Linked DNA regions of Hordeum vulgare: region 1 is linked to region 2. The links are chromatin contacts, called in public Hi-C maps. All regions are on one chromosome and are shown on one strand. Each heading gives the region's core, a stretch centred on a gene start, on an enhancer-like site or on the middle of the called end of the contact. The rest is flanking DNA. Distances are from core to core; before and after follow the strand shown. Region 1 holds the start of LOC123443255 (acyl-coenzyme A thioesterase 13-like). Region 2 holds the start of LOC123443253 (rac-like GTP-binding protein 1).

Region 1 (6,348 bases), core at 367-2,866, 240 kb after region 2:
ACGCGGACGGGAACTGGCACGCGGGGGCTATCGCGGCGGCGGTGGACGACGTCTGCGCGGCGGCGATCATGTCGGTGGAGGGCATCATCAAGGTCTCCGTCCACTACGACATCTCCTACTTCGCGCCGGCCAAGCAGCATGTGCGTTCTATACTTACTATACTCTTGCTCTGTTCCTCCTCCAAATGCCAACATAAAATCGTTTATTGGTTGAACTGGGAATCAACGTCAGCGTTTGATTATTGCTATCGTTGTGTTGGTTGATCAGTTGCTGGGTAGCCCCTAGCCACTCTCGCAGGGAAAAAGAATGCTGTTCTGTAGCTGCGTGTACTGAATTTCATGTTGTATTTCTTACTACATTTATCAAAATAAATAAATAGGGTAATCTTGGTAGGCAAAGGACTAGAAAATACTTGGATTGGAGGGATGTTTATGCGTACCTCCATATTTTGACGACCTCCAGTGAAAAACAATTGACAAGCTGCGCAGATTTCAATAAGATAGGAAAAAAGGACAAGTATAGTGCGTCGGTTTATATGAGAATCTGCGGCATATACCACATGAATCAAGAAAGAAAACCGGCCTGCAAGGCAAAAGCTGTGTCGAATTCATTAATTTAAAATAAGAAAAAGCACAAGAATGCAGAGTGGCTTGGTTTATATGAGAACCTATGGCGAAAACCACGCAAAATAAGAAACAAGTGAAAAACCTGACTTGATTCCAAATGGAGCACCATCACCAAACACGCCATGATTAAAATATCCAGAGGTAAATTAATGCCTTGACACTATTGAGGCGGCGATTAGGCATGGTTTGTTCGGTAGATAGATCAAAGGATTGTCCAATTAGGTGAGCTTGATCTTTCCTGGAAAGCTGCTTTCTGAGCTCAAAGAATTTGGTTGATTATTCCTTCGGAACGTGCGTTTCGTAAATAAAGTTGGAGTGTCCACGCAAGACTCTTCAACCATTTCTTCTTCGAGTAGTCATCAGGCAAGAGACTCCAAGGCTGCACATTCAAGGGCAGCGGTTATGTCTTTGCCATTTTCGACCGCAGCCACTGGGAGCACATTCTGATTATAGCCCAGACAAAGCACTAACTTCCGGTCAGCGTATGCCGACACTTTTATTGCACATTCATAAGTCGTCAAGTCACTTACGATTTCAGCTGCATTTTGCATCCTCGCGTGCAAGTTTTATCAAAAACAAGGCTGAAGTAAAATAAGTTCTGCTGAAATGCTTTTCCAGGAGGAAGTAGAGATGGACGGGAGGGTGGTCGATCAGAAAGGGAGGATGACGGCGGTGACGACGGAGGTCCGGAAGAAGGAGTCCGGCGAGCTGGTGGCGATCGGCCGGCAGTGGATGACCACCTCCAGACCAAAGGGATATCAAGGAAGCAAGCTATGATACAACAACGATGAGGACACTATCTGTCCAAATTCATTGATTAACTGACAATGTTAAATGAGTGGAGATCACCTCCAGTCCAAAGGGATTTCAAGGAAGCTGCGTTGGGCATTTCGTCGGTTGACTTGAGTTTCAGAATACGCCTACATCGTGCATTATTGCTAGTCACTGTCATGGGGTTAATTAAGTCTAAGTCGAGCTGATCCCTCATCACTTCATCAACGCTGTTAATTAAGTAAGAACTCTTAGCTCCTACGGGTACAACAAGGCAAGCTCTAGGTGCCTAATGGTGTACTAGTTAGGAAGCGTCCAACCAAACCAAGCACACACGCAACACACAGTCACGCACATGGGCGAAGGGACGGCCGAGGCGCTGCGGCTCCGGCTGGCCGCCGTCGCGAGGAAGTGGCTGGAGGACCCGCGCGCGGACTACGCCGGCAACATCACCGACGCGGCCAGCCAAAAGGGCCACGCGCTCAACTCGCTGGTGCTGGCCGGCGCACGCATCTCCCTGTCCGAGCACGGCCGCATCGTCTGCTCGTTCCAGGTGCCGCCGCCGCTCACCGTACGTGCGCACAGCTCATGGCCAGTTGCTCGCGCGTCAAGCGCCTCTGTGGCTCTGTCCGGATTGGAGATCTCACGGCTCCTGCGTTGGGCGCGCGTTGCAGGACTCGGACGGGACGTGGCACGCGGGGGCGCTGGCGGCGGCGGTGGACAACATGTGCTCGGCGGTGGTCTTCACGGTGGTGGGCGCGCCCACGGCCACCGTCCACTATGGCTTGTCCTACTTCTCGCCAGTCGCGTGCAACGTATGTCCATCTCCTACTATGCATACTACATAATGATTGATGGCAAGCTGTTGTGACACCCGGCAAGCAAATTGAGACATGGCGAATCATGTGCAGGAGGAGGTTCAGTTGGACGGGCGGGTGGTGGGCCGGAAGGGGAAGCTGGCGGCCGCCGTGGTGCAGGTGCGGAAGATGGGATCCGGCGAGCTGGTGGCAGTAGGCAGGCAGTGGATGACTCCTGCGTGGCCAACGAAGAGTAACAAAAGTAGGAGCAAGCTCTGACACAAGTTAAAATTGTTGAAGCCCATCGACTAGGCATAGGCATAGATATAGATCCAATGTAACCCTTGTACTCACCTAATCCCGAGCCTGTCGAGCTCCCAGCGCCGGCCATCGATGCGTTGGAGTCGTCGGTGACGTGAAGGAAGGATGTAGACGAAGACGGTGTTTCCCGTGAGCACTGCGCTAACCCTAGATCGAAAGGGGTTATCGGTGGGGAGTCTGGCGGCGCGGTGAACCTCGTACCGTGCGCCCCGGCCCCCCCACCTCTTTATTTATAGCGCAGGTCACAGGGGCCCACCAACCATAACGGGTTGGGCGCCCCCGATCAGGGCACATGGATCAAGGACCCGGTGGGCCGTTGGGCCCACACGGGAGAGATCAACCTAACATTCTCCCCCTTGATCTCAACTTTTACTTTGACTTTATACTTTCTATTTGTTCCATCACATATAGGCGTGTAGAGCATGTCTCATCGTCACAGCTTAATTGCCGATAGAATCACACAGCTACAACACACCTTTTGTTTTGAAATAAATTCATTTACTTTTGGGCCTCTTATTATCCAGGAATCATAGGCTTTCCATCAAACCCATGCCGGCTAAGTGTTCATTGAACATACTGGGTGGTAAGCCTTTCGTTAGCGGATCCGCAAGCATATACTTCGTACTTATATGCTCGAGACTTATAGTTTGATGCTGGATTTTATCTTTCACAACATAATACTTTATATCTATTGTCTTGGCAGCATTGCTGGACTTGTTGTTGTGAGCATAGAATATGCGGGCAGGTTGTCGCAGTATATCTTTAGTGGCTTGTGGATACAATCTACCACTTTCAAGTCGGGTATAAATTTCTTTAGCCATATCACCTGCCCGGTGGCTTCAAAACATGCTATGAACTCTGCTTGCATCGTAGACGATGCAACTATGGTCTGTTTAGAGCTTTTCCATGAAATAGCTCCCCCTGCGAGAGTGAACACGTACCCAGACGTGGATTTTCTATCATCTCTATCTCCCGCAAAATCTGCGTCTGAGTACCCTTTTATCTCTAGGGAATCAGATCGCTTGTATGTCAGCATGATTTCCTTTGTGCCTTGCACATAACGCAAAGCTTTCTTTGCCATCTTCCAGTGCTCTTGGCCTGGATTTGCTTGATATCTACCGAGTACCCCGGTGATAAAAGCTAAGTCAGGGCGTGTGCACACTTGTGCATACTGTAAACTTCCAACAACCGAAGTATAGTTACTGTTTTCATTTCATCGAGCTCCTATTGATTCTTGGGACATTGATATTTCCCAAAACTATCGCCCTTGACTATGGGAGCAGGTGTGGATTTTCTCTTATGCATATTATACTTTTGGAGAACTTTCTCTAAATATGCTTTCTGTGAGAGTCCTAAGACTCCATTGTTCCTATCTCATTGAATTTCAATGCCCAAAACATATGAAGCATCACCAAGGTCTTTCATGTCGAAGTGTAAGGATAAAAACTTCTTTGCTTCTTGTAGTAGACCAATACCATTGCTTGCAAGCAAGATATCATCCACATACAAGATTAGGAAAATATATTTCCCATGTTTAAACTTAGCATAAATGCAATTATCCTCAACATTTTCTTGGAATCCTAATCTTTTAATGGTATCATTGAACTTGATGTACCACTGTCTAGAGGCTTGCCTTAGCCCATAAATGGATTTCTTTAGACGGCAACCTAGATCTTCCTTGCCTTCCATGATAAAACCCTTGGGTTGTTTCATGTAGACATCTTCTTCTAAATCACCATTTAGAAACGTCGTCTTTACATCCATTTGATGCAGCTCTAAATCAAAATGAGCAACTAGTGCCATTATGATTTTGAAGGAATCCTTACAAGAGACCGGAGAAAAGGTCTCATTGTAATCTATCCCTTCTCTTTGTGTAAATCCTTTTGCCACAAGTCACGCTTTATACTTATCTACATTCCCATTAGAGTCATACTTTGTTTTGTAGACCCATTTGCAGCCTACTGTCTTTGCTCCTTTAGGAATAATCTCTAAGTCCAAAACATGATTGGAACTCATCGATTTCATCTCATCTTCCATTGCCTCTATCCATTTTGATGAGTGAGGGCTTTTAATGGCGTCCTCATATGTGGTGGGATCACCTTCCATATGAGTCATTTTCGTGTTGTATACTTTATAATCAGTAGAAATAGCAGGTCTTCTTGTTCTATTAGACCTTCTAAGTGCCTCATTGTCAGGCACACTTTCTATTATTTCTTGATGTACTTCCAATTCATTGTCAACAACGGGTTCAGTCGGCTCCTGAAGGACAGGTTCCGGGTCTTCTCCCGCAGTTGTCATGGTTGGAGTTACAGCGGGTTGTGAGAAAAATGGCTCTTGAATCATCGGAATGGGTGCATACACCCTTTTCTCCTCAAGATCAATTTTCTGAGCTACCAGGCTCCCCCTCATCATCTCATCCTCTAAGAAGACAACATGTCTCGTTTCCACAAACTTTGTGTATCTGTCTGGACAGTAGAAACGAAAACATTTTGACCTATCACGGTAGCCAATGAAATGGCAACTCACTGTCTTCGGGTTTAACTTTCCAAGATTTGGATTAAACATTTTGGCCTCAGCAGGGCATCCCCACACTCTTAAGTGTTGTAGGGATGGCACTCTTCCTGTCCAGAGCTCGTGCGGTGTTTTGGGCACCGACTTGCTTGGGACTCTGTTGAGAATGTGAATGGCAGTTTTAAGCGCCTCCATCCACAATCCCAATGGTAGGTCTGAGTAGCTCATCATGTTGCGTACCATATCCATGAGAGTACGGTTACGCCTTTCATCTACTCCATTTTGTTGAGGCTCGCCCGGCATCGAATACTGGGCAACAATGCCAGTATCTTGCAAGAATTTTGCAAAAGGTCCAGGGACTTGGCCATATGGAGTGTGTCGACCGTAGTACTCCCCCCCCCCACGGTCAGACCTCACTATCTTAATCTTTTTCTCAAGCTGATTTTCAACTTCAGCTTTGAATATTTTGAATTTATCCAATGCTTCATGTCCGTCTTTGATTGGATAAATGTAAGCGAAGCGGGAGTAATCGTCTGTGAACGTTATGAATGAATCATAACCATCCACACTTTTCACCGGAAACGGTCGACAAATATCAGTGTGGATAATTTCCAGTGTTCCTGTGCTTCGGTTTGCTCCTTTCTTTATCTATTTTCCTTTAATGCAATCCACGCATTGTTCTAAGTCAGAGAACTCCAACTTTGGAAGAATCTCGTTTTTGATTAATCTTTCTATTCTCCCCCCTGGAAATATGGCCCAATCGACAGTGCCATAGTTTCGAGGAGTCGTGAGTTCTCTTTCTTTTCTTTTGATCGTTGTTCGACGAAGTACTTTGTTCATTCACATTCAATACATAGGGCGCTTTTTCACATAGTGCTAACAGATAAAGCTCGTCATGGAGAAATGCATTCCCAACATAATCATTATGAGACCAAATGGCACATTTGACATGTCCAAAGAAACATTGATAATCGTCTTTGTCTAAACACGAAACACTTATTAAGTTCCTATTACATGAAGGTACGAAAAGCACATCCCTAAGTAGAAGTTTGAAACCACCAGCTAGCTCCAAGGAGACGTCGCCTACAGCTTCAACTTCGGCTTGGACACCGTTCGCGACTTCAATTCTTCTTGAATTTCTTGGCATAGTTATCGTCGAACTGAATCCTTGTAAAGAATTTGCAACATGAACAATTGCACCTGAGTCAATCCACCAAGTAGATTTCGTAAACTTTGAATACAAGGATTCATTAACAAAAGAAACTATACCTTTACCTCTCTTAGCCATGAAGGTCTTTAGAAAAACAGGGCAATCCTTTTTG
Region 2 (6,931 bases), core at 1,013-3,512:
TACTCCTAAGTCATGAAGGATGGTTCAGCCCAATATTTAAGTAGATTATACTTTGTCTGACTCATTAATCATACAATGCTCTTTGTTGCTTGTCCTGCTGGTGGTATTTTTCGGTGAAATTTGACACTGTTTTCAGCATTCATATCATTGATTTGGATATCATGTCGGTGAAATTTGACATAATTTCCATTGGTTTTGTCGAATAGAGTTACTCTAGGGGCGTCAGGAGGTTGTTTCCACTATTGTTCAAGTTGTGTTTTTCTCTTTACTTAGGTTGAGTTTGTACTAGAAAAGCTAAGTTGTGCTGGACTTGTTATTGTGTGTTGAAAAAAATAGCCACAGAAGTGATTTTTTTTATTTTGTTGAACAAAATGGTAAAATAGGCAAATAACTTGTTAGACAAACAAGATTATCTTGTTTGATCATATTACCCTGAGATTTTCAAGCCTGCCCAAGGAGTGGGAGATTTCAAATTTGATCATCCACAAGAGCATGTCTTATTACAGAGGCAAAACTTGATAAGTACCTATCTTACATCAACAAGGTGCTCCACCACAGTGCACGAGAGAACAAGAGTTCCTTCTAGCTTCTAACAATGAGATGCTTCTACCACCATTGTCTTCCCATTTGGAGAACAACCACGGGCCATCTGAGCATCGTGTCGAGGAAAGACTCCAGAATGTTCTTCTCGGCTACGCGAAACAAGAACTCCCACAGAAGTACTGCCTACAAAATGAAGCAGGGGCGTGAATGGAAATCAAGATGTTGAGGATTTTGTTGCGAATGAGTGGTGATTGTTTGAGAAAATAGCATAAACTTGAAGCCTACCTTACTGACCGACTAGAGCGTGTCCGAGTTTCCTTTCTGGCTACCTCCTTGTGCCTTTGAGGTTGAAGAACCGCCTTGATTGCGGTGTCGAAAACAGCCTTAATGTTCTGTCAACAATCATCAAGGGGGAAAAGAAAGAATATTTTTAGACATACTCCTCCATTTCAAAATAAGTGTCTCAACTTTGTACCAGCTCTAGTATAAAATCGTACTAAGCTTGAGACACTTATTTTGAGACGGATGAAGTATGTAGTACAACTCTTTGAAATCCCAAGGCTTTTACTGATTGGATGCACCAGAAGCCATACCCTTTGTGTCTTGGAGCTGCATTCTATGTATGCCACAGCACCTATTTGTCTCCTAAGATCCTCACCCTAAACATGTGTAAAGTTAATTTGGTAGTAGTATCATTTCAAATGCCAAGCTGATTGCTGCCATCTGAGTGTGAAAGGCATAAACCTGCTCAGTTGTTATGATGGAATCAGCTGCATGATCAGCAAGATAAGCTCTATCCTCCCGGAGATCTGCGCATTTGCACGGGAAATTGATCGCTCAAGAACAGCCAAAGATATGCATGCATTGCTGGATACACACCGACACCAGAATGTGTGGATTTGAATGGCATCCAACTAAATAAAGTGTAGAAGCTCAGGAGCATACCCAACTTGGTTCCAACAAGCAGTACAGGAATGCCGGGGGCGTACCGGCGAAGCTCCGGCATCCACTGCGCAGAACAAATTAATGGCAGGCCGTCAGTAATCACGATGCGCCTGCTCAGGAGAAGAGCAACAATGTGAGTGAGTGAGTGTAGTGTGAGTGTACCTTCTTGTGCACATTCTCATAGCTTGCTCTGCTGGTGAGGGAGAAGGAGAGGATGAAGACATCGGCTCCCCTGTAGCTCAGAGGCCTCAGCCTGCTGTAATCCTCCTGACCTGCAACCCAAGACGGACCACCATTACAGGAAGAAAAGCACTCCGCATCGGGGATGGGGAGTGGAGGAAGAAGAGAGGGAGACCTGCGGTGTCCCAGAGGCCGAGGTTGACGATGCTCCCGTCCACGGAGACATTGGCGCTGAAGTTGTCGAACACGGTGGGGATGTAGTCCTGCATCCACCCCCGCGTCAACAGGGGCAGCCATTTCGTGGAAACGAAACCAGATCAAGAGGAGAGGGAGAGGGGTGGTACTCAACGGTGGGGAACTTGTTGCAGGTGTAGCAGATGAGCATGCAGGTCTTGCCCACGGCGCCGTCGCCCACGGCCACGCACTTGATGAACCTGCTCACCGCCGTCGCCGCCCCCGCTCCGCCGCTCATGTCTCTCCTCTCCTCTCCTCTCCAGCCACACCCAGTCAGCCACAGCCTCTCCCTCCCTCTCTCTCTCTCTCTCTCTCTGTCACTGTCTCGAGTCTCTGTCCCTCGAGTGAGTCTGGATGCTTGTTGCTCCAGTGAAAGCACTGCTACTGCTACATAACATCAATGGGTGGGTCTCAAGGAGGACCTTTTTACTGCTACATTTGAACCCGGGCTGCCGTGCCAAGATTCTGCTTTTAATGGTAAACGAACTGCGGTGCACGTGGCCCCTCGCTCTAAGCGCGTCTCTGACTAATCATGATTTGTTTTCAGGTTTGGATCTCCTATCTTCTCCCATCACAATTTACTCCTTCCGTTTTTAAATGTAAGATTTTTTAGAGATTTTAATAAATGTATATAAACAAATTTTAAAGTGCAGGTTCATTTATTTTGCTACATACTCCTTCCGTCCTAAAATTCTAGTCTTAAATTTATCTAGATATAAATGCATCTAGTTATATTTTAATATTTAGATACATCTATTTCTAGATAAATTTAAGACAAGAATTTTAAGACGAAGAAAGTATGTAATCTATAGTAAAATTTATAAAAAATCTTATATTTAGAAACTGAGATAATAGAATGCACACACGCACACGTTCGAGCGGACAATCTGAACCACGCAATTGTGGCATGGAACATCCGGGAATGAATAACCTGTAACCCGGCGAAGCGAAACGCAATAAAAAATGAATTTGCTATTCCACATAGATATGAAATAGCTACCTCATATTTAATGTTTACATCGTTTGATTATTATGACATTAAGGAGGTGTTTGGCTAGGATTGGAAACGCAAACGTAAATGTAATGAGTTTGCAATATTAATGTAAACGGAATGGATAAAACTTGAAATTTGTTTAGTTACCTATGGTAGCATTGACTAATACAGGGCTGTCTCAAGAATTCATGGCGGTGAACATGGATAGGTAGGCCGGGAAGGCATGAACAACACTGGTTGGCCAGCGTTGGATATGGTGGTGGAGTACAAGGGCCCGGACAGTAAGAATGTGAGCGAGTGCCGGGGCTGTCGTCGCCGTTGGCCTCGGCAAGCGGTGACCTGCCTTCAAGGCTGAAGGCGGAGGTGAGGCGCCGCAGAAACGCTCAGGAGTGACGAGCCGGCGCCGATGCCACCATCGGTCGGACAAGACCATGACCGGCGCTGCAAGCACGTACAGGGTCTCCGGCTCGATGTAAAGCTGGCCGGTGGTCGAGAAGCTGTTCGGGGCTTTGACGGCCTCACCGTCGATCTGCTCCTCCAGCCAAATTCCGGCCATGACAACTGGTGTCCAGGAACAGGCCAAAGAGGAAACAAAAAGCATCGGTGAAGCTTCCTTGTCGTGCGTGAGGAACGAGGAAGGAGGCTACATAGCTCGTGCGATCGCATCGTGTGGAGAGGAGATGATTGTAGCATAATCTGTTACAACGGATTTCCAACGGTATCCGTTTTGTATTAGGCTGGGATTGGATACCATGTTATCGGATTACAGAGCAAAGGAAACAAACATGATTTAGCGGGACCTATTAACGTTGTAATCAGATTACATTACAGTAGTGCGAACCAAACACCTCCTAAGTTTCGTGTTTCGTTGCAAGCGTGGAGCTGGTTCCGTTGTTGGGCCCTGTGTCGTGATGAATGTTGCTATATTCGGTCTTGGGTTGCTGCGTCGACTTGTTTTTTTAAGGGTCGTGCTTTTGAGAACTTAAAATTAAAGAGTAAATTATGTTTTTGTTCACCTCTTATCTATTTGTGACAACTATTTTTTTATTTTTCATTTTCAACGTGATCTTTTGTGATGCTCACGTGTATACTTTAGCGTAGAGTCATTTTTTATTGTGATTTTTTATGCATGTTTACTGTTTCATTAATGAGAGAGTTGCATATTTATTTTTTATGCACAAACTTGTTTAACTATTGTACTTATATCCTCAATATGCAACTCGGTTCATTTGGTTGTTCATTCTCGACATACAATTGATCTCACCCACTTAATTGTCTCCATTTGCATGTCTACTTTCAACATACAAATCACTTGAGAGTTGTATATCCATTCACAACATATAACTTGCCTAACTCTAACCTAATTGCATGTACGTTTTTTGATATGCAATTTGTTCACCGCATTTGCATGTCCAACCTTGAAAAACAACTTATTCAATTGTGATCCGAGTTGTATGTCCTTCCTTGACATGCAACTTGTTCGACTCCAATCTACTTGCATGTTCATTTTTGACACGTAACTCATCTGACTAAGTTGCATATCCACCCTCAACATGTAACTTGTCCGACGGCCATTCCAGTTTCCAACCTAATTGCAAGTCTACAACTGACTTGCAACTGGACCATAGGTGTTGTTGTCGTTCAGGTTACAAGCCCATCCCCCAACCTACAACTAGGCCCTTATCTTTTATTTTTGTCCCAGTTGCAAGTCTCCCCTTCACTTGCAACTGGACCCATAATAGGTGTTGTCCCACTTGCAAGTCTGGACTTCGACTCGCGACTGGGCCCATAGGGTGTTGTTATCTTCCCAGTTTGCAAGCCCACCACTCGACTAACAATTTGGCTCTTAGAAGGTGTTTGGTTCGCACTATTGTAACGTAATCTGATTACAACACTAACATGCCCCGCTAAATTGTGTTTGTTTCCTTTTCTCTGCAATCCAATAACATGGTATCAAATCCAAGTCTAATACAAATCCGATACCATTGGAAATCCACTATAACACACTAGTGGAAAACATACCTTTCGTCCGGACTTTTAGTCCCGGTTGGGTTTGGGGCCAGGACTAATGTGAGCATTAGTCCCGGTTCCAACGGCTAGGAGAAGACTGGGCACGACGGACTTTAGTCCTGGTTGAAATGAGACCTTAGTCCCAGTTGGTTATACCAACCGGGACTAAAGGGGTTGCGACCGGCTAAGAGCCCATGCGAGCCTCTTTAGTCCCGGTTGGTATCACCAACCGGGAGTAAATATAGACCTTTAGTCTCGGTTCCAACTCCTAGGAGCGGGCTGGGGCATGGCCAACTTTAGTCCCAGTTGAAATGGGGACTAAATATAAACCTTTAGTCTCGGTTGGTGATACAAATCGGGATTAAAGTCTTACCTATATAAAGCTCTGCTTCTTCCTGCCCGAGTCCAAACTTCCTCTCCTTTCTATTTCATTCCACAAGCTCGAGTCCATCCTCCATTTTTTGCCAAGATTTGTCAAGTTGAAGGCACCCCGTCCATCCAAGTGTTTTAAAAGCTTAGCAACTTCATACTTTCATCTCACATTGCTAGTTTAGCTAGTTTCATGCTCTATAAATATAGTGATTTGTGATTTTTGGATCGAGAGTAATTATGTGAGAGTTTTATTTGACTTATATGAAATTTGAGATCAAATTAACTTCTTAGTTTGCATATGTGTATGTGTGGTTTACTTATTAGTGCCTTCCCATCCCCATCCTCACCGTCGTCGATCGCCCGCGCTGTCCCGTCGTCGGCACTGCCTTGGTATGGCTAGCCTCGACTAAAGGTCGGACCCTTTAGCCCCCAGTCTTTAGTCCCGGTTGGCGACCTGGGACTAAAGGCCGTTCCCAACCAAGACTAAAGGTGTGTTCTCCACTAGTGACAGATTAGGCTACAACCATCTCCTCTCCGCACTAGATGCGATCACACGAGCTATGCGGGCTCCTTCCTAGTTCCTCAGGCACGAGAAGGAAGCTTCATCGGTGCTCTTTGTTCCCTCTTTGTCTTGTTCCTCGACACCACGCCGTCATGGCCGAGATTTGGTCGGAGGAGCAGATCGATGGTGAGGCGGTCAAAGCCTTGAACAACTTCTCAATCACCGGCGAGCTTTGCATCGAACCGGAGGCCCTGTACGTGCTTGCAGCATCGGTCATAGTCTTGTTCGACCAATGGCGGCATCGGTCATGGTCTTGTCTGAAAAATGGCAGCATCGGCGTCGACTCGTCACTCCTCAGCGTGACTACGACGCCTCACCTAAGCCTTCAGCCTTGAGGACAGGTCACTGCTCGCAGGGCCAGCGACGGCGGCAGCCGCGGTGCTTGATACGTCTCCATCGTATCTACTTTTCCAAACTCTTTTGCCCTTGTTTTGGACTCTATTTTGCATGATTTGAATGGAACTAACCTGGACTGACGCTGTTTTTAGCAGAATTGCCTTGGTGTTGTTTTTGTGCAGAAATGAAAGTTCTCAGAACGTCCTGAAAATTTACGGAGAATATTTCTGGAAAATATGAAAAATACCTGCGCAAAGATCCACCGGAGGGGATGGGCCACTGGGCCACAAGCCCTGTAGCCGCCACCCCCCTGGTGGCGGCTAGCAAGCTTGTGGGGCCCACGTGGCCTTGCCGCCCCAAACTCAGCTCTATAAATTCACTTTCGTCCCAAAAAAATCAAGAGAAGATTTCATCGCGTTTGCGATATGGAGGCGCCGCCACATCCCGTTCTTCATCTAGAGGGCAGATCTGGAGTCCGTTTTAGGCTCCCGAGAGGGGAAATCGTCGCCATCGTAATCATCAACCTTCTTCCCTCTCCAATTCCATGAAGCTCTTCATCGTTCGTGAGTAATCTATTCGTAGGCTCGCTGGGCGGTGATGAGTAGGATGAGATCTATCATGTAATCGAGTTAGTTTTGACGGGGATTGATCCCTAGTATCCACTATGTTATGAGATTGATGTTGCTACTACTCTGCCATGCTTAATGCTTGTCACTAGGGCCCGAGTGCCATGATTTCAGATCTGAAATTATTAT

The links. A called contact is a pair of places that touch in the nucleus more often than the background predicts.
Region 1: a Hi-C map of leaf shows a contact between it and region 2, with 3 times the contacts expected there. The contact joins the promoter of LOC123443255 here to the promoter of LOC123443253 in region 2. A contact is called at or near these places in 2 of 6 Hi-C or Micro-C datasets (both in leaf) and 1 of 1 datasets of contacts at active chromatin or transcription factors (embryo).

Annotation. Positions count from the first base shown.
Region 1 is chr3H:135,139,083-135,145,430 of MorexV3_pseudomolecules_assembly, forward strand. It overlaps LOC123443255 (acyl-coenzyme A thioesterase 13-like), which reads left to right and starts at 1,617. Exons shown (of 3, transcript XM_045119575.1): 1 at 1,617-1,950; 2 at 2,072-2,212; 3 at 2,309-2,648. The coding sequence starts at 1,753. The coding sequence ends at 2,473. LOC123443256 (acyl-coenzyme A thioesterase 13-like) reads left to right here. Exons shown (of 3, transcript XM_045119576.1): 2 at 1-140; 3 at 1,245-1,517. The coding sequence ends at 1,403.
Region 2 is chr3H:134,900,904-134,907,834 of MorexV3_pseudomolecules_assembly, forward strand. It overlaps LOC123443253 (rac-like GTP-binding protein 1), which reads right to left and starts at 2,263. Exons shown (of 8, transcript XM_045119571.1): 1 at 2,018-2,263; 2 at 1,844-1,931; 3 at 1,651-1,760; 4 at 1,489-1,552; 5 at 1,288-1,352; 6 at 1,137-1,202; 7 at 829-935; 8 at 439-726. The coding sequence starts at 2,140. The coding sequence ends at 693. LOC123443252 reads left to right here. Exons shown (of 6, transcript XM_045119570.1): 6 at 1-90.